Regions from separate parts of the Mus musculus genome. Here regions 2, 3, 4, 5, 6 and 7 are each linked to region 1. A link is a contact called in public HiCAR-type, HiChIP or PLAC-seq and promoter capture Hi-C data. All regions are on one chromosome and are shown on one strand. The core of a region is the stretch at or near the end of the contact, and the rest is flanking DNA. Distances in the headings are between cores, read along the strand shown. Region 1 holds the start of Cyp51 (cytochrome P450, family 51). Region 2 holds the start of Steap1 (six transmembrane epithelial antigen of the prostate 1). Region 3 holds the start of Cldn12 (claudin 12). Region 4 overlaps Gtpbp10 (GTP-binding protein 10 (putative)). Region 5 holds the start of Cdk14 (cyclin-dependent kinase 14). Region 6 holds the start of Gtpbp10 (GTP-binding protein 10 (putative)). Region 7 holds the start of Steap2 (six transmembrane epithelial antigen of prostate 2).

Region 1 (3,541 bases), core at 92-2,591:
CCTATCGATCCCTTGGGTTCAGAGATTAGTTTTAAAGCAACTTGGTTGGAACTTAACGCTGGGTTAAGTTTTTACATCCCATTGTCAGTTTCGAAGGGATGGTTTTCAAAGCTACCAAATGTTGATTACAAGGGTATTCATGAACTATATTTGGAAGGCTTGAAATTAGTGGTTTGGTGTAGCGCTAAACTAGAGAAACAGTATTTTAACAGCATCACAGGAAAGCGCTTCCCACACTCTCAAGTCACTTATGAACTGTCTGCAATTTCCCTGACACTGCTATTAATCATCGTTATGCCCAATAGCCCACAGTATACTAAACACACAGGGCAGTATCAAGAGTGATGGCCACCGGGGATGCAGCTACCCTTAACTTGCCATCAAGGCCCTCACAAAGAGCCCAAACACCTCTGACAACCAACAGTAAAGTCAGTACAGTGCTCTGCACTTAAGAGTCATGGATGGCCAAGGCAATCAGACCAGCCAAATCCATCCAGCAAGGCCTCCAGTCTGCACATCCATCACTGACTACAAACGCTGCAAAGTAGGATCCTAGCCAGAAGTTCAAAGCCGCTATCACAGCAGAAACGGCGACGGCCAGCACAGCCCCCGAGTTCAGGTTCCAGCAAGGAGACCAGAAAGACCACCACAACAGCAAAGATCAGGCACGGGCGTCTGCAGCCGCCACCCCAGCCTCCCGCGCGCCCGCCACCGCTAGCGCCCCCCGAGCCCGCCCGCTTAGCCGGGGCACAGACTGAGGACCCCGAGGTGCACGTACCGCTCCAGCGGGCAGCTGGACCATGTGGCCCACGGCGAGACGGAACAGGTAGACGAGGCTGAGAGTGAAGGCGCAGGCGATGAGCAGCGTGGAAAGCAAGTTGCCTCCTGTCACCTGCTCCATCGCCTGTCCGAGCACCCAGCCGCCTGACTGCAGCAAGCCCAGAAGTACCATCCCGACCGTCGCTTCGATCCGCCCGGTAGGCTGGGGGCCGAGGTCGCACACCGCTTCTCGGAAAAGATGGAGCAGGAGAAGCCGGCAGATAGAAGTCGGGAGGCGGCCCCGGCCTGATGGCTTAGTCTGGCCCGGGCCCTTCACACGCCCACAGACAGCTCGCGCGCCACCAGGACGTCACAGACGGGGCGGGGCTTCTGGTGGCCACGCCTCCGTCTAGGTGCGGGGATTCTTGCGCCACCGAGGGGACCTGAGGAAGCAGGCTCTACCGTGGCACTTGGACTCGGTGAAGAAAGTGATGGCTGCACAAATGATCGCGCCCCGAGAACCGCAGACCACGAGGTCCCGCGTGCTTAACGAGCACGGCCCCGGCAGCGGGCACGGACGAGCCTGGCGGAGGGATCTCAGGACCAGATTGGTGGCGGACAGCGGCAGAGGCGAAGGCGCTCTGTGATTGCACCACGCGCTGCTGAGGTGATCTCGGCCTATGTGGCGTCAGCAGAGCTGGCGGCCCGGGCACCGCCCCCTCCGTGGGGCGCCCGCCTCTGCGGCTATTCGCGGAGATGTCACCTCTGGGCTTTGTGAGACCAGCCCTTCGTGAGCCCTGCACCACGAATCTTGGAAAAAAAAAAAAAACACTCCTGCAGATGCAACCTGGAGGGTGAGACCATCGGATCACCCGTACAATCTGCTTGACAGGTTGTTCGTGTAGGGCCACATTGCTAGCAAGTGATAGTTGTTTGGTGTGCTGCTGTACCAAGACAAGTCTTTTAAAATAAATACAGGCCATAAAGTAAACTGAGGCAGATGTCCCCAAACTCCTGTTCTGATAGCTGGATCTGAAGCAGGAGTTACCCTGATCTCACTACAAATAAAGCACCTCTGATGACATGTTTCCAAATTAACCCTCCTTCCAGATCTTTGGCAGGTACATTTATTTATTTAACCAGGGTTAAGAGCTAGATTTTTTGCTAAGTTTGGAGATGATTGTGCAGTGATTGGCAAAACTGCAAGCACCTCCAGGAATGAGTAAGATGGTCCAGCCACCGTCTAGATAATTCCACCTAGAGAGCTCACATTTTATCGTAGTCAGTCAGTGAAGCCCACTCATTACCTCTTCCCTAGGGTGACTGCCACCTGCCTATGTAGGAAGTGCCTAGTAGGAAGTCTATATAGGATGGACACTGCTGTATACCAATATCCTCCTGCCTCAGATCAGTCACAAAATCTTGTAACACTCCATTTTTATTGTCACTGCTGTAGGTAAGAGCCTCTTTATTTCTGGCAGTAGTATCTACAACAGGAATTTTGCTCACTCATTTCTAAGCCTGTCTTGTGTGCTACGTCTTGACTTACTGGAGTGACTTCAGGCCATTGTTGAACTTGAAAATTGCTAGGGGAAAGACCAGTTCCACAATTATCCAATTAAAGAAAGCTTTATTTAATACTGGCCAGGAAGATGGACACTGGCCAGGTCCATACCCATGATTCCCAAAGAATGGCCTCAAGCTACATTAGACAGGTGCCTGTAGAGGCCAAGCCCACAAAGCTATGGTGCTTCCAGCCTTAGTCCACTGGGGACAAGCATCCTTCCAGTCAATGCATCTCCTGCCTGTGTATCATCAAGCACCTCCTGTGCAGCTGGTGCAACCAACCTTGTCTACGGAAGTGAAAGTACATGAACAACAGACTCCAGAATACCAGGATGTTATCTGTCAGTGGGCAAGTGGGCCTTAACATTGCACACTAGGAATCTCAAATATGGAAATCCTAAAAGATCAAAACCCTTAAATAAAGATCAAAGGTACAGTGTTATTAAAAAAAAATGATGCTGTTGATCTGTTTTTGAGTTACAGTTCTGGCAGGCCTGGACCTCTATGTATACTAGGCTGACCTCATTCTCACAGAGGTCCACAAGCCTCTGTAGCTGGATTGATAGGTGGGATCCAAGATATATGCCATCACAGCCAGCCCAAATTCTAAAACTTAACAGTTAAGGAAGATTAATTTGAGTATCATGTATAAGTATGGCAATATTTCATATACCATCTTATACAATAAAATAGTAATTACATTTTTTCAATCACAAACTTTCAGGCATAATTATGACAGTTGCTCTAAACAATGATTAGTCAAAAAGTGAACTATAGTTTATAATACCAAACACTGGGAGGCAAAGGCATGTGGATGTCAGCGAGTTTGAGGCCACCCTGGTCTACATAGTGAGTTCAAGGACAGCCAAGTCTACATAGTAATGATCTATGTCAAATACCCTGTCAAAATGAATCTATGAATGTATATCACCACGATTGGTAATTATCTGTAGCTGGCTTTATAACTACAACCTGAAATACCATGACAACCCAAGTTAATGAGACTAAACAAAATTGTTATGAGTTACAGATTACCATGTGGTCCAAAGAGCCAAGATCCCAAAGAGTATTTTTGTATGTACTGACAAAGTTTCAGTACACAATGTTTACAAACAAAAGTTACTTGTAATGCATTTTTGTAGACTCAATGTTAGAAAATAAAAATGTGTAAAACAAGTCTTTATACAAGTCTAAAAGTCTTGACACACTGGATATA
Region 2 (3,610 bases), core at 360-2,859, 1.6 Mb after region 1:
AGGGTAGCATGCACTGTAGTAACAAGTATAAGAAACAGTTTGCTACGTTTAGAGTGTATTTTAAGTTTTGTGATTCACAATGTTTAAGATAGTGAAGCATAAATCTATAGCTGTTCACTGTTAATTCATTAATCACACTGAACAATGATGGCAGACACGGGAAATACAAAGTTAAATGATAAGTCTGTTCTCAAAGAAAGTTTAGGACAGGGAAACGCTCCATTAAGACCTGTGTGGTAATGCCATACATCTTAAAGGATAATAGTGTATAGACAGATGGTGGCTCTGGAAAGGAAGTGGAGAAAACGGATGAGAGCCCCTTTCTTTACCCAGTCCTGTGACCTGCAGTGAGTTGTTGGTGCTTGCTGACATGACAGACAGCCACTGCTGAGAGATTCTGGGTGGAAGGACAGAGTGGCCCAGAGGAGATGCCTAGCCATTTGTTTGCATGGTACCACTCTGAGGAGCATCGCTAAGGAAAAGAGCCAATGCCCGTAAAGGTGATTGTTGACTGTATGCCCAGAAACCAGGAAAACAAACTATCAGCTAAATAAATCATGCCTTCTTCCACCAGACCTTAGCTACACCTATAATTACACTTCTACAGGAGAGGTTTCATCAGGCTGTCCAGCAAACTCAGCAGGAAACAGCATAGTGCAGAGATGTCAAGAACTCCAGGATTTGAACCAACATTCTCCAGCTTTCTTCCCCATTAAATAGTGATTTCTGTTTTCCTGGATTAGGTTGGCTGGCTTGTTGTTCCTGCTAAATATTGACACAGCCCAACAGACTCATGTTTATGGGAAGGAGTTTAGAATCCAAGAAACCCAGTGACTGGAATACATTGTGGGTTGCAGTGCATGTCCCACGAGTCTTTCAAATGTATTTTTTTGCTTTGCCACAGTTAATTATTGGAAGAGGGGAAGGTGTTCTACAGCGGGCTGTTTCTTAAAGCATTGCTTCCCCAAGTGCTTAACATTAATATTAAATACATTCCCTTGATTTTATATCGAGATGTGGATGTATCCCCCACCTCAACGGAACAGCATAACTAAATTTGAAGTGGACTTAAATTCTTGGACTACAAACGTCTGTTAGTTGCTTTCACCAGAGTGCCTTATTTAAAAGCTCTGACTATTTTAAACCCGAATCCTACTCAGATCCCGAAAGAGTAGGACCGGTGTTCCAAAGACTTAAAATGAAAAAAAAAAAAAAAAAATTCCATGAAGAAACCAGCTCAAACAGCAGGACGAGTCATTCATCCAGCGAGGCAAACTTGCGGAAACTGCCAAGTTGGCAAACTTACCGGGGGAACCCAACCTGACTGCAAAGTTGACCTAAGCTCCAGAGCCGGGACCGCGGAGACCTGCTCCCCGCGGGGCTCGCCGAGATCCGCGAGGGGCCGAAGGGGCGCCCCGCTGCCCGGAGCACCACCGCCCGCCCCTGAGACCCGCCTCACCCCTTCCCCGGCCCGCAGCAGATTCCCAAGGCCCGCGGAGGCGGGGAGCAAGCGGCCTGCGAACGAGACTCGGGACTCACCGGCTTCTCCGTGGGACCCGACGGCGAGGCGCTCGCTGCCCGGACGGACTCCCAGTCCCACGCGGAGCCCGAATCTCGCTGCCCAGCACAGCCCGCTCCGCAGACCCCGCCCCTCGGCCGCCGCGCGCACAGCGCCCCCTGCCGGAGACCAGCTCCTGCTCACACCCAGGGGCTTCGCTGCGGCCGCCGTGGGAGGGGCGTCGCCGGGGGCGAATCCTTGGCTGTGCAAGGGGGACCCAGGGTCACCAGCAGGGCTCACTGGAAACCGACTGGGACCTGGTCGAAATCTGCAGTTGTGCATTTCGCCTGTTGCCGGGCGACGCTGTAGTGATCCTGGATCCCACACTTGGAGACCAACTGCTCTGTAGCGATTACGCCGTCCGCGGTGGAGCGCTCTTCCAACAGAGCAGTTTCTCAGACGACTAGCTGTTAGGACAGTCAGAGGATGAATCTGAGTTTGTGAGTGACTTTTACACCGGGTTTATTTGTTTATTGTAGCTATGTGAATGAATATTATGATACACACGTGGAGGTCAGATGATACCTCGGTGTGGTGGTCACAAGAAGCACAGGGTTGAGAGGATTTAAAAATAACCCGTAGCTCTGACGCTAGGGACCACCCTCCGTTCACCACAGAGTTTTGCAGATTCAACTCAGACTCTAGACACTAACGACCAAGGTGGAGCTGCGTCTCCAACCTGAGTGTTGTTTTTAATGTGACCCTGGGTCACAAACTCCTCTTTTTCTGAGATCAGCCTACTTCTGCCTCCCGAGTGCTGGAATTAAAGGGATGATCTGAACTCCACTGTCCTGCGTGTCTTAGTGCTCCGTGGATAATGTTTGGGTTCACTGACTCCCATCAGATAGTGTAAAAGGCCTTTGAAGATTAAATTACCCCGGCCTGACACCTTGTGGCAAAATAGACGCTTGCAGCTTTTATTTCCAAGGAAGAAAATCATTAGACCGAGGGTTAGGGAAACTTCTAGTTAGTGGGCTAAGACTCACAACCACAGGGGTTCTGTTCCCAGCACGCAGTTGTTCTTCAGTTTCCCATTTTCTGGCGTGTATCTTAAGAATAAAGTTGATACACCAGAAGGGTAAATAAATTAGGTCCTATAAATAAGTCTGTACACCCAAACTGCACTCAAATACCTTCATCACGTTTGTTTGTTTGTTTATTTATTTATTGTAGGTATGTGGATGAATGTTACTGCATGCACGTGGAGGTCAGATGATAACTAGGTGTGGCAGTCCCAAGAAGCAAGGGTTGGGAGGATTTCAAAATAAACCTGTATTGTAGCTCCAAGTCCAGAGATTGCCCTCCTCCCACAATGGAGCTCTGCAGGTTCCAACTGTAAGTCACAAGGACACTTTACCAACTGAGCTGGGTCTCCAACCTGAATATTTTTGTAATGTGGTTCCGGGTCAAGGGCTTCCCGGTTTGATGACTCCATGTGCCTTTGAAGGATAATTTCTGGACCCTATAGTGCATCTGACTGCCATTTTAGAAGTAAAGAGAGTAATGTGGTGTGAAAGATAAAGTAGAGAAGATGCAAGTGAGACTGATTATGATGGGAGACCCGGGTAAAGAGAGGCTGAACGTCACCGGCACATTCTGTATCACATGAATGTGGCTAAAGAATTAAAATTAAAAATAGCTAGTAGGGCATACACAGCAGAGGACTGCCTAATCTGGCTGCAATAAGAGAATGCACCTAACCCTTGAGACACTTGAGGCCCCAGAGAATGGGGAGGCCTGGTTGGGTGACTCTGTGTGTGTGTGTGTGTGTGTGTGTGTGTGAGACCCTCTTGGAGACGGGGGTGGGGGGAGGAATGGGATGGGGACTTGTTAGAGGGCAGAACAGGAGGGGTGAAACGACTGGACCGTAAAAAAGATTAAAGATAAAATATAAATAGCTAGTCAGGGTACTACTTAGCTCCACCTCAGGTCTCCTGGCCCTTACACAATCTGATTTTGTTTTTAATCACAGAGAAGTAGTTAAAGACTTTGTCATAGCTGAAAAAGCCAACCTAGGTGTATTAACACCTCTCTTCCTCCTTCCTATCCTGC
Region 3 (3,699 bases), core at 632-3,131, 1.4 Mb after region 1:
AAGAACAGCAGCGTTCCTGACTGAGACAGCAGAAACATTATATAACCAGGGACAGGGGCATACTCACCCTTTCCCTGTGCCTGATCCTCCAAAGTCAGCTTAGTGAACTCAGATGCAACAGGAGCACATCTGCACACAAAGCAGAGATAATCTGGACCTACCAAAGTAGAAAAATGCTCCAAATTACTACAGTCCTTCCTTCGCAACTCTATTTTAACTCACATATAACTGGGGGGGGGGGGGGGGCAGTAATTGTCTAGACTTAATAATAAAATGCTACAGCCAAACAGGCAAGCAATAAGTTTTTCAAAAAGGCAGTTTAAGGTTAGGGGTGTAGCTCAGCTACAATGCTTGCCCATCATGTAGAAGGCCCAAAGTTCAAACGCCAGCACCACGACAAAGCAAAAACAAAAACACAACAACAACAAAAAAAATAGCACAGGCAATTTATTCTTATATTCACTATTAGATATGAGCCTCAAAGGAAAATAACTCTTATTTTGTGATTTGAAAGTTCGGGATAATTAAGGCTAAAATTAAAAATCACAAATCACTTTACTGGGTTAGAAATCTAAGAAAAAAATTAATAGATTTATTTTTCAAGATCTAGTTCCTGCCTACCGTGTCATAAGGAGCACGGTGAAAGAAAGCACCATGCAGTTGCCTTGGAATGAAAAGAAATGCACTGTTTTCTAAAATGTTTAAAAGACGGTATTTACCATAAAACCAGACAAAACTAATCTGCTCTGTACAACCTAAAATTTGCAACTAGTATGTCCTTTTTAGTTTATGTTGTGTGGTATCTATCGTCCTTGGCTCAACCTGCCATTTGGTATGTTTTCATATCTCTAAAGAGGAGTGACTTCCTGTTGGAATACTAGTTAACTCAAACAGGTAGGATGAGTGAAAAACTCATAAACGCCTGGCAGCTTCCTGGATCCAGGCGTTTATCGCTGGCCCTATTACAGTAATTATGCAGGATGTGGCCTGGGTGCTGATTTCCATCGAGGTTCCCCACCTCCCATCTACGATTCTTGAGTTGTTATCAATCAAGATTGTTGCTTCGAAGTCAGAAGGGCTCGTTTTACAATCAATGACCCCAATCGGACCCCTGGGCAACCTTTGCCATGAGGTCACCTGGCATAGCAGTTCTGCAGTGAAGACTAGCCCCTTCGCAGAGCAGGGCAGTGTCGAGGGACAGCAGCAGCCAGATCGGCACGTCCGGGTGGGAGCCGCGTCCTCAGGAGACCCCGAGCGGCCGAGCCTGGCAAAGGGGGGGCGGCTGCGCCCAGCCAATGGCGTGAGCCCTCCCCGGGCGCACGCTCGCCGCTCGCCCACCCCTGCCCGGTGCGTGGGGAGAGCGAGCAGGTCAGCGTTACACAACCAGCGCCGTCAGCCGCTGGGTCCAAAATAGCAGCCAGCTCGCAGCTCGCAGCTCGCACCCCCGCCCGCCCCCAGCCCTCGGCTGCCCCGGCAACGCGGCTCCACACTCCTCGGAGGGGACGAAAACGTTGTAAACGCGGTACCAAATACCTCCTCGGCCACTTTTCCACGTCCACCCATGTGGGCAACCTTTCAAATGCCGACTCGCCGCCGCTTCGCCGTTTCACGCAACACCTTCAACTACTTGCAAAAGACTCGGAAACGGGAGCGTCCCTGACCACACCTACCGGCTCCTCACGGCTCGGGCATCCCGCTCACCCACTCCGAGCCGCGGCTCCTTGGTCTCCCTCCGCTGCCGCGGAAGTGCGTTCTGGCGAAGCCGCCCCGGAGGCTTCAGGGAACCAGTCAGGCTCTCCCCTGGCTCCGCTCGGGAATACCTTGGCTGCCGGGAACTACAGTTCCTAGCATCCATCGGGCCGCTGGCCGCGGGCCAATTCCTGAGACCACCTCCTTCTTCCGGGTCCCGCCTCCCTCGTTTCCTCTTGCACCTTATTAGGGATAGGTTTACGGCTTGCTTTAGAATGCTCTCAATCACACGCATGAGGGACAAATTTGAGATTCGTTTGGTTACTCAATCAAAAGTTGTTCATTAAGTGCAAAAAAAAAAAAAAAAAGGTCTAACTCCATAGCCACACAAATTTACAAGGGGCACTTTGCTTGTTACTTCTGGGGTTAACTATAGGCAAAAGATACCCTACTGCAGCAAAATTCCATACATAAAACTAATTATTAAGTATTCTAATTTGACTCTTCTACACATCAGCTATCCTCTCTCGTCTTCTCTGATATGTGCATCCTGTGCAGATAAATATGTCAAAGGACTCATACACAGTATTTAAGTTAAAAAGAGCAAAAATGATGCCTGTGAATTCCAGTTGATTCCATCGCACTATATACATACACACAAATAGAGAAACAAAAACTGTCGATGTTGACAACTCTTTTCTTTAATTATCTTTTTTTTTTCTTATTCACTTTATATCCTGAACACTGCCCCTATCCCCATCAACCCCCTCTCCTGAGTCGGGGAGCCCTCTCGACCCCCCAACCCTGGCACTTCAATTCTCTGTGAGGCTAGGCACTTCCTCTCCCACTGAGGCCAGACAAGGCTGCCCAGCCAGGTACGTAGCCCAAGTACAGGCAACAGCTTTGAGGTAGCTCCTACACCAGTTGTTTGGGGCCCACATATGAGCTGGAAGGCCTAGGTCCAGCCTGTGTTTGTTCTTTGGTTGGTGGTTCAGACTCTGAGAGCCCCAAGGGTCCAGGTTAGTTAACTCCATTGGTCTTCCTGTGGAGTTCCTATCTCCTTCAGGGCACAGCAATCCTTCCTCCTATTCTCCAGTAAGAGTCCCCAAGCTCTGGAGACTGTTTGGCTGTGGGTGTCTGCGTCTGTCTGAGTCAGCTTCTGATTGGAGTCTCTCAGAGAGCAACCATGCTAGGCTCCTGTCTGCAAACATAACAGAGTATCATTAATAGTGTCAGGGATTGTTGCTTGCCTATGGGATGGTCTTTGCTCCATCACCTGTGCCTGCATTCCTTGTAGACAAGATAAATTTTGGGTTGAAAGTTTTATGTGTGGATCGGTGTCTCTATCACTCCACCAGGGTTCCTGTCTCGCTACAGGAAGTAAGCTCTTCAGATTCCAAATCTCCATTGCTGTCACAGCTAAGGTCACCCCCATAGAATTCTTGGGCGCCTCCCATATCCCAGGCCTCTGTGATGACAAGTTTTTTATTATTTAATTTTTTCATACAAATATTGATTATATTTCCCTCTCCCCCAACTCCTTTCAGATCTTTCTCACCTCCCTACCCACCCAACTTCATGTTATTTATCAAACATACAAAACTCAATAAAGCAAACAAAAAGTCCCAAACCAAATCTAATCAAGAAGACGTGGAGTCTTGATTGCAGTAGCCAACTGCTCCTGTGGTTGATGTCCTTTTGGATAAAACTGATCTCTTTCCTAGTAGGTATCAATTGCAAAGAACCTCTAGGCTAGGGAACAACTTTTGAATCTAAGCAAGTACACACTTTTTTTTGTATACTATTCATTTAAATGGTCTGTAGCTTCTCACTTGCAATTTCTCAAAAAAGGATACTCAATTCTCAGAGTTGACAGGACTGTAAACGATCCCACCCCATTCTTGTTTGACTCTGCCCTGCTGTTACCTTGGACAAGAAGACCCGCTGTGTTTTATGGTCTCCATCTGTAGAACAGTGTGTTTGTGCCAGAAAATCATGAAAATTAAATTA
Region 4 (3,337 bases), core at 277-2,776, 1.4 Mb after region 1:
CGCATGTGAGATCATTGATATTTGTCTTGCTGTCGTGCCTGGCTTCTTTGAACATCATGCTTTTCAGGCTCGTCCACGTTTTAAACATGATTTTCTGATCCTTAGAAGAAAGAGTATTGCGTCAATACGCTGTACTAGGTTTGAATGCTGCCTTTTCTGGAGACAGTAGCCGCACACTTTGATGTGGCTCAGTCTAAGATGCTCAACTGGAACTCTGCAAATTGAGCAACTGTTTGCTCCGATGCGCATCACTTTCTTTGCCATCCTGTTCATCCAGTGCTTTCCTTATACAGCTCTTCAACTCTGCAATGCCTTCCCCAGTGACTGTTGAGATGGGAACGATATGCTGGAACTCTAGAGCCTTCTCTGGAATCATCTTTGTTTCAAATAAATGCAGAAAATCTGAAACAAGAACAGGTGATTTTCATTGCCTTTAAAAAAATTAATTTAAAAAATTAATTCAACACTATGAAGCTGACAACTTAGCATCTGGTACTGTTTCCCTGTCTGCACTGCCTCACATGCTCCTGGGATCTGTGTTTCATTACTGACAATGATGGCTCGTAGCACATGGTAAGTACTTAGTAAATAACTGTTGGACAAATTTATTTTAAAAAAATAAAGAATAAATACTGGTAAGTCATGACAATACTTAAAGGAAAAAGAAAAATTACTTGAGGAGGCCAAATAAAATGAGGCAATATTTCTATAAAAACAATGACATCACGTGGAACATTTTAGCTTACCTTAATATGCATGTAAGTTTTAATTTCTTTCAGGCATAGTGTTATCACTATTTAAATGGAGGCCAGCATCCACAATAAAAATTGCAGTAGGAGGCCGAGTTGCTCCCAGGCAGATCAGTTTACCATTGTCTAGCCAATCACGTAGGGGATAACAATGGTGCCTAGCCTTATCTTCTGCCTCACACTAAGGCAGCTGGGGAGGAGGCCAGCAAACTGAATGGATGGGCCAACTGCCAAACAATAAAATGGGTAGACTGAAATCATCCTGACTTCTCAGCTATAAATCTCCAAGAAAATCCAGAGAGATAAACTCAAGAACTGTGGTGGTCCAGAATACATAAACACTTTTGAGCTAACCCTCACTCCTCACACCAGCTGCAAGATCGATAAGCAAAGTGAACTACTGACCTGATAAGGCAAATGATATTAACGAATGAAGACTTTTAGGGAATACTTATGACCCAAAAGTAACTTACTAAATTAGAGACAGTCCTAACATGTACATTATGTAGGAGAATGATTTCAAGAAAAGAAAAATGTTGGTGCTGTCTGCTAATCTTAGTATATTAAAGTCTGTTTTCCTCAATTATCTTTCCAATAACAGAATGAAATCAGTATTCTTCAAAAGCACATGGCCACTTGCCAGGAGGTCGTCTTCTCCAGGCTAAAAGAACACATCACCACAGGATAAAAGTGTTCTACAGCACTCAGTTTGCCACACTGTGAAGAGTCCCTGTGGTGGTTTGAATAAGAATGGCCCCTGTAGGCGCATATATTTGAACCCTTAGTCATCAGGAAGTGCACTACTTGATAGGATTAGAAGGATTAGGAGGTGTTGGTGGAGGAAGTGTGTCACTGGAGCTGGGCTTCAATACTTTGAAAAGCCCATATTGTGCCAAGTGTCTGTCGGTCTCTCTGTCTGCAAATCAGGATGCAGCTCTCAGCTACTGCTCCAGAGCCATGCATGAAGCTATGTCCCCATCATGATGATAATGTAAGACTCTGAAACTGTAAGCCAGCCCCCAGTCAAATGCTTGCCTTTACAAGAGTTGCCTTTGTCAGGGTGTCTCTTTACAGCAACAGGATAGTGACTAAGTCAGTCCCTCTAGGTTTCTTTATACAGTGGAAATATTTCCATTTAAGAAATTTCAGACATATCCTTTTAGTCACAGACATTAGCCACACATATTACTTTCTGCGTCACATAAACACAGAACTAAATGTTCTTTTCCAAGGACTATTATTCTTCAGAGTTACCAAGTTAACAGTAGTAAAACAACAATAACAACATCAGTAAAAATAAATCCCTCTTTAAAACTACTAGCTTTGGGGGCGGGAGAGCTGACTCAGCGGTTAAGAACACTGGCTGCTCTTCCAGAGAACAGGTTCTGTTCCAGCATGGCAGCTAATAGCTGTCTGTAACTCCAGACCCTGAAAATCTGATGCCTTCTACTGGGCACACACACGGTACACAGACATGCACACAAACAAAAACCCATACATACATAAAGTCTCAAAAAAGGAAACAAGAAGAAGAAAAAACAAGAGTAAAACCTTACTAGGTTTGTTAAAATGCAGTGTGTACCAGTGAAACAAAGATCTAGGGCTGGTGAAGGTTCCGTGACCGAAGCTGTTACGCTGCTGACTTCTCTCCTTTTACACACATCTTGGGTGGTTTGGTTTGGTTTTCTCTTTAAACATTTACTTTATCTTTAGCTGGTCACGATGGTTCACGGTTTTAATGCCAGCACCCAGGAGCAGAGCAGGTGGATCGCCATGATTTCAATACCATCCTGGGCTGCATAATGATTTTCAGATAGCCAGAGCTACATTACGAGACTATCAGAAAATACAAAATAAAATATTTTATCTTTAGTTAAATGTATGAGTGGGTGTCAGGGTGCAGAGCTGTGTGTGACCACAGAAGGCATGGGGTTTCCTGAGAGGTGGCTATGAGGCACCTGATGTGAATGCTGGAGAGTGGCCCTGGTCCTCTATTAGATCAGTGTGTGCTCTCAATGCCTGAGCATCTCTCTGGGCCCTCTCACACCCTTTACAGGTCATATACAGTTTAGTTTTAGTTTTTTTTTGTTTTTTTTTGTTTTTAAAACTTGACCTTTTTGAACATTAGTCTTTCTTTTCTTTCTCTAACTTAACAAATTTGTTTTGAGACCTGATAATGACTGGTCAATGCTATTCTAGTGCATCAAACATTATGTGTTCTTTCTTTAAAAATAGAGTTTCTAGGTAGAAAACACTAGTTTTCTTTCCCATTGATTTTTACTACCATTGGTCATAGTAGTATATGCCTATAACTCTAGCACCTGGGAGGTAGAGGCAGAAATTCAAGATGATCCTTAGATAAACAACAAACTTGAAGCCATCCTAGGCTACAGGAAACCCTGACTCAAGAACTTAACTCCTCACCAAAAGCAACCAAAGCTCCCTGACCTGCTCTGCGCACGGCCAGCACTGCGCACCAGATGGAAGCGGACAGCCGCTTTACCTTCAGGGCTCAGGAGCTGCTTCATCAGTTCCTGAAGTTTAACTTGGGCATCCGGCAAGTCCATCTTATTAATTGCTAAGAGTGC
Region 5 (3,638 bases), core at 981-3,480, 1.3 Mb after region 1:
CTATATGAACCCATAGAAAAATCTCATTGCATTGTCTCTCGGTCCTCAAAAACATCCTTCAGTCAGCAAACTGAGTTCACTGCCTCTGAGTGTGAGGGAAAACATAGAAGATGACTTTTTCAGTAGTGCTCTTTCTAATAAATATCCTGGGTTTGGTGCATACACAACAAAAATCACTTAAAAATGTCAATAATTTCTTTCACAATGTACCACAGTAAGATCTGCTCTTCTGAGTCCTCTTTCAATAAAGACATTATCAGCTTTCTTTACTGAGCTGTACTGTTTCCTAGAGAATGGACATAAAGGCCACATAATCATACCAGGCATTGGTGAGGAGCGTTAGACTCAGAAGGGAGCTCTCACACGACTAAAGCCGAGGAATCCAGGAAGCCCAATTAACTATAATATCTACTGCCAACACTGCAGTTAATCCAAACAGTACTGATTGGCCATCAAACCCTAAAATTATTTAAACATACAGGATTTTTATATTATTACCCTTGGTTTCTTACTGAGACTCAACTGCAATGAATTATTTAACACAAAACTGGAGGGGCTCCAACGGAATCATTAGCATTAGTAACTATCTAGCTAATGTGCTTTAGAACAGGCCCTAATGGACTCCAGAACCCGCCTGGGTGGTGTTTTGGGTCCAGCCCTGAAACATCCTTGTTAATAATGCACAGACTCCACACCTCACTCTCACACTCCTCTTGGCTTCAAACTTCACTTGAATGTAGGACTCCACACTCACAGGCCTAACTCAGAAAAATGAGTCTGTGTACATTCAACGCATGTAATAAGTAAAGGCACGACTAATATGACTTCTGCACATGATTTACAGTGTTCTCAGGAAAAGCAAAGTGTCAAACAAAATTGATAATAATAATAATAATAATAATAATAATAATAAGCTTGACTAAATATTTATCCATGTTTTCATAGTTCATTGTCCATACATGCAAACTGTCTTCAGACTGCAGACACTCACTGGCACATCAGGGCTTTAAGGAATTAGCTTATGATTAATTAATTAACTTTCACTAACATAACAGGTGAGCCAAAGGCCAGAAGGTATGCTGGGACACTCCCATGTGTTGGCTTGGGGCTTATAGGATTCCCTTGCTTTGCACAGTTACCTGTATCAAAGAAAGTTAAGGACCAAAGTTTAGGTAGCAGCTATGCCTCCAGGTTTACAGGCACTTTCTGCCACCAACACTCAAGATTCAACAAACCCATTCCACCGGACACAGCTGTCATCTTGCTGCAGCCTATAGCATGTATTCATTAAGTATCCTAAACATTCCTTGAGCGTTTTGTTTTGTTTTGTTTTGTTAATGCTGTGTGTTTATGCTCTGTTAAGTTGGTTGATTTTTTTTTTAAAGAAGACAATAGCCTCTGGACTGCACTAATGGAGCAAGTTCAGGAGACATATTCATAAATGTCTCCACAACTTCACAGCTCACCCTTCACCACAGCAGCTGGAAGGTTTCAAGACCTACAAACCGAACACCCAAACCTCCAATTATAGGACCCGGAGTACGGAACAAAAGGTCCCAAGGTATCTGTCCCACTTCCTCTAGGTTGAGTACATTAAACAACATCAGGCACATGTCAACGTTTCAACAATTCCCAAAGCTAAATTATTGGCTAAGCACTTAAAACCAACTCGCTTTAAGTAACCTAGGTGGCCACAGAAACCCGATGGCGGTGGGGACCGGGTGTTCCCTCTCCGGTTCACTGCGGGCGCCAAAGATACTATTGGCGGGGAGGAGGAACTCAAATTGGAGGCTTAAGACAGTCCACGAACGAAGCCCAGGTCCTGGGGGCAGAGGGATGGCCCTCCAGCTGGTCCCTGCCCTAGCCTGGAGTCCTCTCCTTCATCCCTGGTTCGCAGCTCACCCCGAGGTGGCAGCCGCCTGGTTGGTGCCCGGAGCACGGAGTGGGCGCGGGGACTGAGGGAGCGAGCCCCGGGATCGCCCGCAGGACACTGGGGACAGTCGACTACACTCACCGATGCGGCTGAAACTCTCGGACAAAGTTCTCCTCAACTTCTTCATCTTGCCGATCTTCTCGGCCGGCTGCGGTTCAATGAGGTCGCACATCTGGGCGGCGTAGGGCCCCGGCAACTTCGCGAAACTGGTCCAGCGCAGCGCAGCGCAGCGCAGACAACGGCGGGCGAGGGCGCGCGGCGCGGGGAAGGCGGCGCCTCGTCCTGCTCCTCCGCCTCCGCCTCCTCGCGGGCCGCGGGCGACGCGCAGCGCTCGCCAGGCTGCGGGGCTCGGGCCTGGGCCGAGGCTGGGCGCGCGGGGGCGTCTTACGTGGTGCCGGGGGCTGCCGCCATCCCCGCCGCCCGGGGGCCCCCGCGCTGCGCGGCCGCCCGCCGCATTTTCCCTCCTTTGTAAGCAAGAGCCGCGCGGCCGCGGCCGGAGATGGGGGTCCGCGGACGAGGAGGCGCAGGCGGCTGCGGACCGGGCGAGCGGGACAAGTTCCCCAGCCCGAGGGGCGGCGCTGCACGGAGACCTGCGACTGCCCTCGCCGGAGGCCTGGCGCCCGGGACCCCCGCGCGACCCCGCGCCGCGCTCCGGCTCCGAATCCGACTCCGACTCCCAGGCCTCCGCCGCCCTCCCGGACCCGCCGCGCCCGGGCGGCGCCCCCTCCCGGCCGCCCGCGCTCCGCCCGCCGCGGCCGCGCTCCTTCCGCGCGCTCCGGGACCGCAGCCCGCAGGCGGGCCAGTCCACCCGGTGCGGTCCGTGTTGGCCCACGACCCGGAAATGTTGGGGAGTGTCCGACGAGGTGCTCGAAGACCTTGGGGACGCATTCGGGTTTAGGATAGACTTTATGGCGTGGGGTGGTTGGTTTTAATTTGCAGGGAAAGTGGGTGCTCCAAAGGGCAGGAGAGGCCCCATTTTATTGGGGTACAGTGCAAAAGCTGAAAATGCTCCCCACCCCGGAACTTCTAGAAGTCAGGGCACCTGCGTTTTGCCTCAGCCCTGTCTCTGGGTGACAGGAATGTCACTGTGGGTGACTCCTCAGCAGGATACTCTGGTCATCGGTAAACTTACAACCTATTGTCACCTCCTTTCCCCACTTCAGTGAATGAACTTGAAAAGGATCTTAAGAGTGGCTTTTTTAAAAAGCCCCGGGACAAACAGTTCCGGCAGAAAACAGTCTTTTTTTTTTTCTAATAAATGAGGTGCTCCAAACGTCAGTCTCCCAGGGGAGGGTGAAGGAAGATGGGGGTTGGCCTGGTGTACTGATTATGGGCCAGCAAAGTCCTTATGAAAGAAACGTTAGTGATCTTGAGTCATCTGGCTGGGTAAGTAATAGGAGCTTTTGTGGGTGTGACAATGCTGTTTAGTTTAAAGGAAGTTTTGGGGAGTTTGTGTTTTGTCGAAAGATGTTTATCTTAAAACAAAAACTAGCCCCCTGCCTTCCTTAAATTGTGAGGTAGAACACTGATTTGTTCTGCCCTGTGCTGAGCACATTACAGGGTTTTGGTAGATTGCCACTGATAAAAAGCTGCTAGCTAGTCAAGCCAAGCCCCTAACAGGAGAGAGCCAGGAATCCATAGCAAAGTCAAGAGAGTTTAAACGCAGGGATGTTGGGTCCTGACAGCCATATCTCAGTAATTACAG
Region 6 (3,646 bases), core at 255-2,754, 1.5 Mb after region 1:
AAAGCTTATCTGCTCACCAAGACTGAACAAACAGATGGCTTTTCCCCAAAATTTTTGCATTCCAAGAAGCCTAACTCCTTTCCAGGACCTCTGTCCTCTTAGAATCTTGACTGTGAACTCCAAATGGTCTTTCAGGGTCTCATCATTCCTTCTTAATGCATCCGCCACCATGAGCCAAGAGCATCTCTTTCCCCCTTAAGTGAACCCGATGTCTATGTCTCTCTTTACTCAGAAACAGTCGTGACTTTGGGTTTTTACTGCTTCTGAAATAATAAAGTTTACAGTGCTGGATTCAAAGCCCTCACCGGATCTCACCGGGACAGCTGTCATTTGTTGGAGCCTTCCTGTTCTTTTCTGAGCTGCCCACTCTCCCTGCCACTCTATTCATGCTTTCTCCTCTGTTTAGATTATCATTTGTTCTTTCTATCATAAACCCATTTTCTGGTGTCAGTTTCAATGTATCCTCAAATACAACTAAACTATGGCTTATGGTTGTATGATCTGAGGCCTCCTTGGCCCATCACTCTCACTGACTGGCTTTTCAGGCTTCCTCGGACACTGGATTATATCCTCTGGTACTTTCCATTTAGTTTCCCTCACTAGGTAGGTAACTTCTTATAAAGCCAGTGTGTCATAATCCCAGGCTTTCAAATTACAGAGCAATCGTTTAAATTAATATTCACGTTTTTGGTAATCTGCAGTACTTTTGGGTATCAAAAAAATCTGTGGGTTTAAAAAAAAACAAAAACAAACTGAAGGTTGACCACCCTGAGATATTCCTGGTAAGGGCTTTTAAAGCTGTGTTCAGTATGTGACTTTTTCTTTATTTTCTAGATTTGTCATATTTATTAAGGACTCTCATTTATAATGGCTGTTCCTAACAACAGCTTATGTACATGACCTCTAGCTTTCACACACCGTTGCCAGTTAAGCTCACTGAGATTCTTTTTTAATTGAGCGGTTGGTTGCAGATTGTTATAAAAGTGGATTTTAAGACAGGCACTACATAAAAATTGACGTAAAATCTCTATATGAGGCACAGCAAACACACATTCTGACTTCCAGAAAAGTCTTCAGAAAGATATCAAAAGCAGTGTAAAGGAGGAGAAATGTATAAAAGCAGGTTATGGACTCTCTTTTAAACAATGAGAACCAAACCAAACAAACAAACAAGCCGGCACGTGCACCGCAATGCCGGGTCTAAACCGCAGGCAGGTCCCCAATTATCCTCTCACGTGCTTTGGGAACAATACAGGAATTCCCTAAAGCTGGACCCCAAACGGCCATCAGCGTGTCACTGAGACACAATCTTCTCCCAGGAGACGGGAACCGAGGAACGACAACCCAGGAGGAGAGCGGCGAAGACACCAAAGCTGGGGAGACCCCCGTCACGAACCTTTCTCAACAAAGCGCAACCGCAGCGCACCATGAGCTCCAAGGGGCAGGACTCCCGCCCGCAGAATCCGGACAAACTTCGGTCGGGCGCGCGTACTGACGTCACTACTGGTCGCAGAGGTGACGTCTCAGCGGATCCGCGCCTGCGTGCTGCATCGCGCTCGAGGAAGGTGGGCGTGTGCTTTGGACGCCTCTGGGTGCAGGAAGGAGAGTGCAGAGCCCAGATTCGTCTAAGTTGTGTGCAAGGGGAAGCAGGGCTCCGGGCAGGAGTCTCTGGAGTTGACGCTTTGAACGCTATGCGCTGGAGACTGGCCTGCCTCACAAACATTTTTATGGTAGCTGAAGAACCTGAGGTGCCAGGATTTTCTCACGATGAAAGACCCCTCCAACAGACACACTTGTACAAAACACCGAGAGCTCTAAAAGACTGCTGGATGATGGCTTGAGCAATTTTTCTAGCCAAGGCTTAAACTTCAGGAACCAGTCACTTAAAACTTGTAGCACAGAAGTATTGAAAGAAGTGTGACGATCTAGATTTTTACAAAGGATGATGTGTGCAGTGGAGGCAAACAGAAACCCCAACCTGGACTCAGCCGAGAGTTTTCACCTTTCATTTGAAGGCTGTCCTTGTGAGAACACGAGAGATTACATTCCAGCTTGGAGAGGAAGCTTCAGAAAAAGATCACTGAATGGCAGGCCCATTTCGCCAATCTTTCTGCCAAGTCTTTAAGTGAAAAAGGCACACGAGCGTACTAGAGGGGTCTCCCTTCACTGCTCATTTATTATTTTCTATCATTAGAATTATTAGGTTTAGAATCCTTGGCGAAATGTGACTCAGTCATGGTCACTGGCCAGGGCAGTGCAGCTGAGAGTAACCTTAAGGAATTGTTATGTTCCGTTTTTCAGTATGAGGTTGATTTAAAGTTAGTTACAGATAGCCCGAGGTCCTGCGCCTCTAAGGCCGCTTTCCTAGCTGGAACCTGGCAAAGGCTAGTCTTGAAACTCTGAAAATTGCAGTTACGGGCATTCTGCTACATGCCTGAGTCCTAGACTAGAAAACAGGACTCCAATTCATTTAGATAAGGTTCTGCATCCTAAACAATAGGATGGGGAATTTGGGAAAGGAGCGAGTCCTATTTGGAAGTACACAGTGTGGAAACTACTGCTCAGTCTAGATTAGTTTACTGTTCCTGGACTTTGAAGCTGTCATTTTCATTTAGATGTTTGGTTGGTTGGTTCTAGCCTCTGTAGATTAACATTAAATATTGACCCAAATGTCAGATGTTAGCCTCAATAAATATACTTACTATTTTAAAAACCAGAATATTAAGTTGCTGTTATCATACTTTTCCTGTTAAATCTAGAAAATGTGCTGCCATTTAAATTATGCCAAAATGTTTAGCCTAATGCACACACCTTCTAATGTTTATTTATGATTATTGAATATAGGCCCACTCTCTTTCCCATAACATACACAGAATATAATAACAATAAATAAAATATAAATAAGAAATTGATATCTAAAATGCTAAGGATCATTGATGATGTAAGCAAAAGAAAAATACATATACCTCAAACAAAACATTATCACAGCAAGATATTTTATTATAATTCTGATAATAAGATAGTAGAATAAACCTTTTAAATCTCTAAACTCGCTCTCCTAAAAATATGCTGTTAAAATTGACTTGAGATGAGGCTGGAGAGATGACTCATTGGTTAAGAGCATTTCCTACTCGTCTAGAAGACCAGAAGCCACGACCTAGCATCTAGGTTAATTGTCTCACAGGCTCATGTAACAGCTCCAGGGCATCTGATGCCCCCTTTTGGCTGCTGAAAGCACCTGCACTCATATGCACATATCATCACACAGATATGACTGTGTGTGTGTGTTTGTGAGCATATGCACACACACCCCCAGACCTGAACATACACACATATAATTTAAATATTTAAAAACTGGAATTAGGTGACCCAGAGGATCATCCAGATCTTATGCAGGGGTCAGTATTGCATGAACATTCTGGCATTTCTGTTAAGAGAAGAACATACTTTCCCAGGAATGTGGCTTATCTAAAGACGAAAGTAGGCAAACCACTCATCTCAGCAGCACTGGAGAATTCTTCATGTCACTCATCAAATTCACACATGACTCACTACATAACTCATGATTTGATTTTAAAATATTTCAGAACAATTGCTTTAATTGTTTAATTGTGTTAAGAATTTTAAGCATTTCCTTTTGAATTTT
Region 7 (3,315 bases), core at 186-2,685, 1.6 Mb after region 1:
CATCTTTACCCTTCTCTTTTTTCTGTATCATGTGTAATCATTTTAAAATTCTGCCTTTATCTGTGCTCTGTTCCAGTGCTAAAGTACAATTATGCTCATTCAATAGAAGAGCATTTTCCATAGTACCAGTACAATAAGAGTGATTTCATGAAGCTCCTCATTCCCATCTTTCACAATTAGCTAACTTATCACTGCTGAAACTGCCCCCCAGCCCCAGCCCCAGCCAGCCCACCCCGCCCAGACTAGCTGAGAGGCAGAAACCGCAGTGAATGCCACCATCTCAGGAGCATCTCCAGGCAGCCTGATAGCTGCCCCGGTGCAGCTAAACACTCTGGTTTTCCTATCTTACGTTTCCAAATAGGTTATCTTGAGGATGCGGGGGATGGAGGGGGGGGGGTGAGTACAGTGTCAAAGAAAACATCAACTCAGTAAATAAGTAATTAAAAAAACTATTAAAAGGGTGGTGGTAGGGTAGACTAGAGAGAAGAAGGTTGCAAGCAGTGGGGTGGTTAACTGGGGCTTTAGGTAATCAAGTACTGAGGGTTGAAGTGGGGGCAGGAGTCTGAATTTTATTTCACCTACAGTGATGGGCGATAATTAAATGTGGGTCAGAATAAGTTTTTCTACTTAAAAACAAACAAACAAACAAACAATCTGCCTGAAGAGTAAACACTGACACCAATCCTGCTTCACAGGATAGTGAAGATAATAAATGGAATTCTCCCCGACCACAGGAAAAATAAAATCTCTTTATCTCCCTATGTTATTTTCAGAACAAGATTTTTAGGGCATAATTTTCAACAAGTTTCAGCTGAGGCTGAACACGGGACGCAGAGGTAATTAAGGACACTGAAAGACCAGACCAATTACTTCTAAACGCAAAATGGCCTGAGCACACCCGGATTACATGACCGGGTTTATAAGCAAAGCCACTGCAGGCATTATTTACCTGTTTGGCAAGCAGTGCTGTACGACAGTGAAAAGTGCCGCATCAATCCAAAGTGGCTGGCAAAAGTAACCTGCGGGTCCTTTCCCTTTCGGGCACATCCGACCTGGGACAAGGTCTCTCCTGGCCTCCTTTCTGTTGGGCCCGGACCCGAGGACTTCCCAGAGCTCTGGGAAGACCGACGGGGATAAGGGGGCGGAATGCGTGCGACGGACGCCCTCCAGCACCCCTCCCACTCGCCCCCTGGCCAGCTCCAAGCCCCCCCCGGAATCCGGGAGGAAAGATGCGGCTCCCGCACAGCACCCGCTGCTCGGCGACCCCGGATCGGCCACCTCGGCGCTCTGGCCACCCGGCTCACCTCCACGCCCTCTTCTCCGAGCCACGCTCGCAGCGCAGCGCCGTGGCTCCCCCGCGCCGAGGGCCCGCCGAGCTCCCGGGCCTACGGAGTGCTCCTCCCGCCCAAGCTCCTCCTGCCCCCGAGCCGGACCGCGCCGCGCCGGGGAGGTGGAGCAGGAGGAGGCGCGCGGAGGCAGGGCTGGCGGTGACGCGCAGGGGGGCGCGGGTCGGTCGGGGCAGAGTGCGTGGGGACCCACCCGGCCGCGGTCCCCACGCCTGCGCGCGATCTTGCGGAGACCCCCCGTGGGAGCAGCCCTACGTGGATCCCGCCCGCGTTTACACTCCACTACCTCCGAGACGCTCGCCACGCCGCCCCGGACTTGGCTTTGATTAGTGCCCTCCTCCCTGTCCACCCCCCTTCTCCCTACTCTGTTCCACACAAACCTCGAAGAAAGTGCGCTTTTTTTCTCCCTTTCGGCTGCATCATGTCCTTGAAAGGGAATGATCAGAAATGCCCTTCCACGAACCGCATTTTAAAACTCCCTGGGACTGGAGGCCCTTCTCAGCCGTGGGCTGTAGGGGTTAGTCTGTGGACTCTGACCTTCCCTGTCGCCGGTGCCCCCGAGCTCTGTGCGGACTGGAAGGTGAAGCCGAGTCAGGAGACCAGCGTGCCTGCGGAGAGCTGCAGTGGCCTTGGAGCATCCAGGGTTCGCTGAGCTGTGTAAGGGCACCTTGCTTTCTCTAATCCCCCCCCCCCCCGATTTTGGATTAACAAGTAGATGGGGATCTTTTATTTACCTTTTTAGTCAAAAGTGTCAGTGGAGATTTTTTTTTAATATAAAACCAATTTGTCGAAAATTGTCAAATTTACTTCCCCCACCCTCAGACGTTAGTAAATTCTCATTTCAGCAAATTAGGTTTAAAAATTATCTTTCTTGGTGGTTTATTAACTAGACAAATCAGAACAAAAGCAGAAGAGGGTCTTAGATCGATCCTCAGGGCACTGCACTTTCCCCTTTGAAAGGCATACACAGATTAACCTCTGCAAGTTCAACCTGGGAAACATTCTTTGTTTGATCCTTGTGAAAAGCATCTCTTCCCCACCCCCAAATACATACAGCTGAGGTTTAAAGTTTAGGCACAAACTCCGCTGTTAGTGATGTATTAGGGGGAAAGACTGACAACTGGGAAATACTTTCCATTTTGGTAACGGGGAGAAAAAAAATCCTTACATTTTATATCAGTGTTTATTGTTTCACTTCAACTACTGTCAAATAGTGAAAACAGCAGGGTATTTCTAACACTTTTGGAGGACCAGTGGAGGAAACTGCTGTGTCCTTAGCATTTGGTGAGAAGATGTAGCTTTCCAATCACATAAACAAAAGCATTACATAAGGTCTAGCAAAGGTTATCACGTTTTTATTCTCAGTTGTACAAAGCCATAAGTTATTACAGAAAACAGGTAAGTTGTACATTTAAAATATCTTTAAAAGCTGTTGAGACATGGACTCTGTTTATTTAAAAAAAAAAATAGTATGCGAAACCATTTGCCTCCCAAAAGAATGAATGAGTCAACAATTTCCAGAAGGAGTATCTGCTTTTCATACTTGAACTGTTAAAATAAGCAAACATCCTCCATGGGTGGAAAATGCCAGGCTGGCCCAAAGTGCTCCAAAGATGGCTCCCGGTCCAGTTCATGAACCGGTGGCCATCTTTACCAGTGATTTCCAGTTACAGTTTCAAAGTATATAAAGTTGATTTCGCAAGCCTTTTTTCCAGGTCATGAAGCACTCTCTGAGAAGTGTCCTCAGTTCCCTGAAGTAATTTATTCCACTGAAGCACAGCAATAATTCATTAAATAAATCTCTAGTGGCCTAGAGGTGTTAACATAATTTCTCCTTTGAAGTTATTATACAAGTGGATAACTTTGAGATGATAGCGCCTAAAGGAACTTTAAGCACCTGGAGCTCTCTGGCTCTCATTCACCAAGAGCTTTGTGTCCTGGGTGTCAGGCACTCTTGAACAAAGCAGGA

Evidence for each region. Promoter capture Hi-C pulls out the DNA fragments that hold promoters and counts their contacts. HiCAR-type assays count read pairs that join an accessible place to other places. HiChIP or PLAC-seq counts read pairs in DNA pulled down with a chosen protein or histone mark.
Region 2: a FOXA1 HiChIP or PLAC-seq map of pancreatic cancer cells shows a contact between it and region 1. The contact joins the promoter of Steap1 here to the promoter of Cyp51 in region 1. A contact is called at or near these places in 1 of 484 Hi-C or Micro-C datasets (muscle stem cells) and 2 of 115 datasets of contacts at active chromatin or transcription factors (astrocytes and pancreatic cancer cells).
Region 3: a contact with region 1 is called in an H3K4me3 HiChIP or PLAC-seq map of stem cell-derived neural progenitor cells, with 5 times the contacts expected there. The contact joins the promoter of Cldn12 here to the promoter of Cyp51 in region 1. A contact is called at or near these places in 4 of 39 promoter capture datasets (cranial neural crest, hippocampal neurons and liver), 7 of 115 datasets of contacts at active chromatin or transcription factors (astrocytes, cardiomyocytes, embryonic stem cells and 3 more) and 3 of 9 other capture datasets (adipose tissue, liver and pancreatic islet).
Region 4: an H3K27ac HiChIP or PLAC-seq map of epiblast stem cells shows a contact between it and region 1, with 6 times the contacts expected there. The contact joins the enhancer-like site here to the promoter of Cyp51 in region 1. A contact is called at or near these places in 4 of 39 promoter capture datasets (cranial neural crest, embryonic stem cells, frontonasal cranial neural crest and 1 more), 1 of 484 Hi-C or Micro-C datasets (uterus), 3 of 115 datasets of contacts at active chromatin or transcription factors (astrocytes, epiblast stem cells and forebrain) and 1 of 9 other capture datasets (adipose tissue).
Region 5: a promoter capture Hi-C map of hippocampal neurons shows a contact between it and region 1, with 11 times the contacts expected there. The contact joins the promoter of Cdk14 here to the promoter of Cyp51 in region 1. A contact is called at or near these places in 8 of 39 promoter capture datasets (the 3T3-L1 cell line, 3T3-L1-derived adipocytes, cranial neural crest and 4 more), 3 of 484 Hi-C or Micro-C datasets (LSK cells, nephron progenitors and uterus), 5 of 115 datasets of contacts at active chromatin or transcription factors (astrocytes, differentiating embryonic stem cells, embryonic forebrain and 2 more) and 1 of 9 other capture datasets (adipose tissue).
Region 6: a contact with region 1 is called in a promoter capture Hi-C map of pre-B cells, with 3 times the contacts expected there. The contact joins the promoter of Gtpbp10 here to the promoter of Cyp51 in region 1. A contact is called at or near these places in 7 of 39 promoter capture datasets (cranial neural crest, embryonic stem cells, frontonasal cranial neural crest and 4 more), 1 of 484 Hi-C or Micro-C datasets (uterus), 5 of 115 datasets of contacts at active chromatin or transcription factors (astrocytes, embryonic stem cells, forebrain and 1 more) and 1 of 9 other capture datasets (adipose tissue).
Region 7: a contact with region 1 is called in a HiCAR-type map of astrocytes, with 4 times the contacts expected there. The contact joins the promoter of Steap2 here to the promoter of Cyp51 in region 1. A contact is called at or near these places in 2 of 39 promoter capture datasets (embryonic stem cells and hippocampal neurons) and 4 of 115 datasets of contacts at active chromatin or transcription factors (astrocytes, embryonic stem cells, pancreatic cancer cells and 1 more).

What each region holds. Positions count from the first base shown.
Region 1 is chr5:4,103,356-4,106,896 of GRCm38.p6, forward strand. It overlaps Cyp51 (cytochrome P450, family 51), which reads right to left and starts at 1,342. Exons shown (of 10, transcript NM_020010.2): 1 at 779-1,342. The coding sequence starts at 952.
Region 2 is chr5:5,747,708-5,751,317 of GRCm38.p6, forward strand. It overlaps Steap1 (six transmembrane epithelial antigen of the prostate 1), which reads right to left and starts at 1,610. Exons shown (of 5, transcript NM_027399.3): 1 at 1,540-1,610. It overlaps Gm46900 (atherin-like), which reads left to right. Exons shown (of 2, transcript XM_017321192.2): 2 at 744-2,483. The coding sequence starts at 1,224. The coding sequence ends at 1,907.
Region 3 is chr5:5,513,095-5,516,793 of GRCm38.p6, forward strand. It overlaps Cldn12 (claudin 12), which reads right to left and starts at 1,882. Exons shown (of 4, transcript NM_022890.2): 1 at 1,671-1,882; 2 at 68-157.
Region 4 is chr5:5,539,050-5,542,386 of GRCm38.p6, forward strand. Gtpbp10 (GTP-binding protein 10 (putative)) reads right to left here. Exons shown (of 10, transcript NM_153116.2): 9 at 3,253-3,337; 10 at 1-402. The coding sequence ends at 203. Among named protein-coding and RNA genes, the nearest start is that of Gtpbp10, 19 kb to the right of the region's middle. Within about 2 kb of position 1,527, at least 17 of the 459 cell types and tissues checked have an H3K27ac peak or open chromatin away from gene starts, as enhancers often do. A contact at or near this core is called in epiblast stem cells, where this site is marked.
Region 5 is chr5:5,378,021-5,381,658 of GRCm38.p6, forward strand. It overlaps Cdk14 (cyclin-dependent kinase 14), which reads right to left and starts at 2,231. Exons shown (of 15, transcript NM_011074.3): 1 at 2,015-2,231. The coding sequence starts at 2,105.
Region 6 is chr5:5,558,037-5,561,682 of GRCm38.p6, forward strand. It overlaps Gtpbp10 (GTP-binding protein 10 (putative)), which reads right to left and starts at 1,505. Exons shown (of 10, transcript NM_153116.2): 1 at 1,397-1,505. The coding sequence starts at 1,429.
Region 7 is chr5:5,692,654-5,695,968 of GRCm38.p6, forward strand. Steap2 (six transmembrane epithelial antigen of prostate 2) reads right to left here and starts at 1,436. Exons shown (of 6, transcript NM_001103156.2): 1 at 1,305-1,436. All of the region lies in intron 1 of Gm40262 (a long non-coding RNA gene), which reads left to right.